2 separate regions of the Macaca mulatta genome follow, and region 1 is linked to region 2. A link is a contact called in public Hi-C data. All regions are on one chromosome and are shown on one strand. The core of a region is the stretch at or near the end of the contact, and the rest is flanking DNA. Distances in the headings are between cores, read along the strand shown. Region 1 holds the start of NUFIP2 (nuclear FMR1 interacting protein 2). Region 2 holds the start of PHF12 (PHD finger protein 12).

What was found. Hi-C and Micro-C count contacts between places; a contact is called where the count stands out from the background.
Region 1: a contact with region 2 is called in a Hi-C map of liver, with 2.8 times the contacts expected there. The contact joins the promoter of NUFIP2 here to the promoter of PHF12 in region 2. A contact is called at or near these places in 2 of 14 Hi-C or Micro-C datasets (fetal cortex germinal zone and liver).

What each region holds. Positions count from the first base shown.
Region 1 is chr16:38,016,344-38,019,043 of T2T-MMU8v2.0, reverse strand. NUFIP2 (nuclear FMR1 interacting protein 2) reads left to right here and starts at 1,433. Exons shown (of 4, transcript NM_001261811.1): 1 at 1,433-1,723. The coding sequence starts at 1,447.
Region 2 is chr16:37,673,741-37,676,440 of T2T-MMU8v2.0, reverse strand. PHF12 (PHD finger protein 12) reads left to right here and starts at 1,266. Exons shown (of 15, transcript NM_001266285.1): 1 at 1,266-1,412; 2 at 2,062-2,243. The coding sequence starts at 1,347. It overlaps LOC144335396 (a long non-coding RNA gene), which reads right to left and starts at 1,772. Exons shown (of 4, transcript XR_013406245.1): 1 at 1,613-1,772.

The DNA of each region.
Region 1 (2,700 bases), core at 184-2,683, 340 kb before region 2:
GACAGAAAACAGAACAGTGGTTATCAAGGGATAGAAGGAGGAGGGAAAGGACAGTATTTTTATTGGGTATGAAGTTTCAGTTTGGAATGATGAAAAAGTTCTGGAGATGGATGATGGTCATGGTTCTACAACAATATGAATGTACCTAATGCTCCTGAACTGTACACTTAATATTAAGATGGTAAGTTTTATATTATGAATATTTTACAATTAAAAAAATCCCCAATCTATAACATACATTGAGAAAAGTACATTTTACCTGTATATTGTTTAACAAATAATCACCACCAAATATATGTATAATCACCACCTAGCCCCCAAAATGAAATATTATCAGTAACCTGTGTCCCTCCCCATCACAACCCTCTTTTCCTGAGTAAGCACTATCATGGCTCTAACATTTGCTTTTGAAAATCATACTGTGATGTGGTAATGCAGGATAAGTTAAATCTACACTACAACACGCTACAGAATATTTCTTTAAATTTCATTTTTTCCATAAGTGCAAAAAAAATCCCACTTAATAACTTTTAAATGCTCTTTCTCCCCTTCCTTTGCTCTTGAAACTTCATATTCTAAAACCTATTTTGGTGCCATAGTTGACCTCACCTGCAGTTTAATTAAAAAAAAAAAAAAAAAAACCACAACCTTCAGTGTAGATTTTCATTCCTCCCGCTCCCCCTTGCCTCCAACTACAAAGAAACAATGATTTAAACCCTTTGTGCCCTTTTAGAAAATTACACAGATACCCCATTGTGGAACCCTATAATCCCTTCGTGGAAAGGAAGAGATTAGCATATGAATACAAAGCAAAATGAATCCAGAATACAAAATGATCTACTGGATTGTGAAGCTCTTGTATTCTTAAAAATGTATTTATTTCCTCTTTTTGTATTGCCCCTTTAGTGGTCTTAGGGTTAAGGGAATTGAGCTTCCCTTTCTGGTTACCCGGAAAAGGATTAACAACAAAAAACAACAAAAAACAAAAAAACCACCAGATTCTAATAGGTGCAAAACCAACAGATGGCTCCCAGCGCCAGTGGAATCGCCAGTGGAATCTGCTACCCTCGACATGAGCTTGCTTGCCGGCGAGGAGTGTAGAAAGTGCTGTTCGCAGACTGCGTGGTGAAGGAGAGAAAGCGACAGAAGAGAGAGCCATAGTGCTGACGTTGAAGGCCCGGCCCTGTGAGGTTGCACAGGGTAAGTGGCGTTGGCCAGGCGGCAGCGGCGAAGGGGAAGGAAAGAGGATTTGAGCTGGGGGCGGGGCTTGCGGTACAGCGTGGCTCCTGATTGTTGGAGCGCGGCTGCCAATCTCGCAGAATCGCTCGGTTAACCAGTGCGCTGGCGAGACGCGCTCAGATATACTGAGTGAGCCCTGAGAAGCAGTCTCAGATCCTGACGGTGCAGCAGCCCGCAGCCTCAGCCAGGGAGTCCCAGCCGCTTTCAATGGAGGAGAAGCCCGGCCAGCCACAGCCTCAGCACCATCACAGCCACCACCATCCGCACCATCACCCTCAGCAGCAGCAGCAGCAGCCGCACCACCACCACCATTATTATTTCTACAACCACAGCCACAACCACCACCACCACCATCATCACCAGCAGCCTCACCAATACCTGCAGCATGGAGCCGAGGGCAGCCCCAAGGCCCAGCCAAAGCCGCTGAAACATGAGCAGAAACACACCCTCCAGCAGCACCAGGAAACGCCGAAGAAGAAAACAGGTCTGGGAGGGAGGACGGGTGGGGGAAGGGGGTTGGGGGTGGAGGACAGGGGAGATGGGGGTGGGGCTGGATCCGAGAAGCGCGGACGGGGTCGGGATGTGTGTGTGTGTGTGTGCCCTCCGGCTCTGGGGATGCCCCTTTCATTCTAGGGCTCGGGCTGAGCAATGGGGTTTGCAGCGCCCTCCTTCCCACCAGCATGGGAGAGGCCCAGCCAGGCCAGCGTGACCTTCCCGGCCCCCGCCCCGGCTGAAGGGAGACCCACTGGGTCGGCCTTGCAAGTCCAACCTCGTTATTCTTTTCCATTCACCTCTCTGCGTCCCTGGAGTTACCTCAATATGGGGGCCCTGAGATGGGGTAAACCTACCCCCCAAAAAATCCCTCGAGGTGTAACTCAGGAAGGCCTAGCGAATCCCGCCTCGGATGGTGTCGCGAGACCCTTTTGCAGGCGGCCAGGGGTGGGTAGGTAGGCAGAGTTGAGGAAGTGCCCCTCACCCGCCACCCCAAGCCCACCTGTGGCCTTGGGGCTCCCCATCTTGTTGGGGGGGGCTGTTGGGACCCCTCATCTCACGGGTCGTTTCCACCACTAGACGCCTTTTTTGGGCGCCGGACCCCGCAGTCTTGTCCCGCGGCTCCTCCCAAGGCTGGTGCCCCGGGCCCGCTCCCCCCAGAGCCGGCGCGGCTGGAATGTTCTCTCCTCCTCGCGGGGCCGCTTCCTGTCCGCCATGTTGGAAGCCGATTCCTGTCACCGACTCCGGCCCACTGAGGAGCGGGGGGGAAGGGTGTCGAGGGCCACACGGCGCGTCGGAGCTGGGTGACCTGGGATCACCACCGGCCGCCGCCTCGCCCCCTGCACTGCGGGGGCGCCGTCGCCCCCCGCTCCGCGGCCGCCCCTCCCCCGTCACCGGCCGGGGTTGTGTAACCCGGTGGCGGCGCGAGGCCCCGGGCGGGTCCCTGGGGTGAGGGGCGGGGGCGGTTGG
Region 2 (2,700 bases), core at 17-2,516:
TCTCCGCTTTAGGCTTCCTCTTGAAGAGCAGATCTCAGGGACAGTGGTGAAGAGAGGGTGGTAACGGGCAGGCGGAACTCTCCACAGTGCCACCACCACGCAAGGCAGGGATGCTCAGGATACAATTAACTGATAAAATTAACTGTCAGGACGGGAGAGAATTAGGAACCACAGTCATCCAACACGCCACCAAAAGCGTCATTTTCTGTCGCAAATGGCTTTTCTCTTTACCAATATGGTGGCCTGGTCCAGCCACACCTGATGCTAGAACCGAACAGTCCAGTACAACATCCCTAGGAACACTGCTGTCACCGACAGGCGACCAGCTCCATCCAACACCACACCTTGTTCCTTTCTGTTCATGCCTGAGGACTCCAAGGGCATGATAGCCCATATCCCATTACCAAAATGGCGAAAGTAGCAGCCTTCTTGTGAGGGCCTGCGGAAGACAATACGCCTGCGCGGGAGGCTTCTGTGTTACGGAGTGGGAGGGGAGCACTCCCAACACGCCTGCGCAGGACGGAGTCTTCTTAGTTTGCACACAAACACCAATGGATGAAGAGTCCCTGGCTTCCTGCGGCTGCGCCTTGACCCCTACAAGCTTTCCCAAGCGCCTGCGCGAGCCCTCAGGTCCCGCCCTTTTGTCTCAGTGCGCTGGCGCACGGCAGAAAGGTGGGGCTTCGGTCCTCCAGACGAATGCCAGCGCGGCTGCGCGCTGGGGGGTACTCCCTCACCGCGGCTGCGCGGGAGCCAGGCCGCCGGCTGTCACTGCGGTTGCGCGCGGCGAGCGCCGATCCCGGGGCGCCTGCGCGGGTGGCTTTGCGGGCGCTCGCGGTAAGTTTGCGCCAAGTGCGCGGCAGCCGGGACGCAGACGGCGGCGGCGGCGAGAGGCGGAGCCCGGGGACCACCCCCCATCACCCTCCCCCCAGTCACCTCACGTACCACAACCTCACCTAACCTCTTACCCCCCCCCGTCCGATACCCCCAGCCCCGGGATGGCAGCGCCCGCCAGCCTTCCCGGCCGGACCGGCGGTCGCCAGTGCCGGCTTTAGCCTGTGGGACTAGGCCCTGCCGAGGCCTGACCCCTGGAGCCAGGACCCACTGTGCAGCCAGCAGCCGGGCCGGGACTGAGGGGCTGCTCCCCCCTCGCGGCCCGTCGGGAGGACGCTGTCGTCCCGGGGACTGGGGGCCGGGGGGTGGGGGGGAGCCAGGGCGAGGAAGTCGGGACCCGTGTTGGGAAAAAAGAAGCGGGACCGGGGTCAGGAGCGCCCCCTACCCCCACCTCCCCCCTCCCCCCGGGGTTGGGGGGGCCGGAGCAGAGAGCACCCAGCCCGGGAGGTGGATGAATGTGGGAGAAAATGGAGACCAAGACGATCGTGTACGACTTGGACACATCAGGGGGGCTGATGGAGGTAAGAGTGGCCCTCCTCATCCCCTTCCCCCAGCGCCGGGAGGGAACCTCCGCCCTCCGCCCCACAAAGCCGGTCCTAAACTCGAAGCGCCCAGAGAACCGAGGGAGGGGGATTCTTCCTCACTTAGCCTCTCCCTCCCCTCTTTGCAATTTAGGGGGCTGAGCTCAGCCTCCGAGGACGTTTGCAGCAGTTTCACCTACCCGCCGCCCTCGATTCGCTCTCCCCAGGCGCCAGCCCACTCCATCTCGTTGCACCGGCAGGCCTCCCCACCCCCTTCTTGTTGGCCCCTTTGTGCTTCCCCCAGCACGTCCGGGTACCGGGCTTCGGGCCTCTCCAGAGCCAGGCTTTGGAGTCCCCCACTGTCCATACAAGGAAGTGGCCAAGAAGGGAACCGCGCACCCTCTTCCCATCCCCCTACCCTTGATCCTCCCCATTTGGAAGAAGCTGTTCTCGTTCTTGTGCTGCAGGAACGCGGTTAGGGTGGGCTCCCCCTGGTTCCGGGGGCTGAGAGGTTCTGGGAGCAGCCTGGATGGGAGGAAGAAGGACAAAAGGGGGGAGAGGGGTGGGTGACGGAGAAGCCGCGCCGGGGGGGCGACGGACCGCCCGGGAGCTCCGAGTGTGCACACACGCCGTTTGTATGTGTGTGCAGCAAATCCAAGCTCTGCTGGCCCCCCCCAAGACGGACGAGGCAGAAAAGCGGAGTCGGAAGCCTGAGAAGGAGCCCCGGAGAAGCGGCAGGGCCACCAACCACGACAGCTGTGATAGCTGCAAGGAAGGTGGAGATCTCCTGTGCTGCGACCACTGCCCGGCTGCCTTCCACCTCCAGTGCTGGTAAGGTCCGGGGACCCTTCTCTGCGCATTCCTTCACCCGGCCTGCCCCTGCCTGCCGAAATAACGGGCGCTTGCAGCCGCTAGCTGACTTTCTGCAGCTGCCCGGGCGAGCACCTCCCCGCCCCCAGGTGTCCGCCGGGTTCTGGCAGTTTAGGGGGGAGGAGCAGCGGTGGGTCCGGACCCCGAGGTGGGGGTTGGGAGGAGTGAAGAGAACCCCATATGGGATTGGAAGTCGCTGGGGAGCCGGGACAGAGCCGGCCGGGGACAGCCGGCAGTGGCGGGGGAGGAAGGGGAGGAGCTCCGGGCCCAGCGCCGCTTGCCTGCCCGCGCGCCCGCTGCCCTCGGGGCTCCTGCCCGGCCGGGCTCTCCTTGGGGTGGGTGCGTAGAGCCCTCGGCCACCTGAATTGCAGTGGTCCAGACCCCGGCAACCGGGCGCTTGTGGCTGTAGAAGAAATCA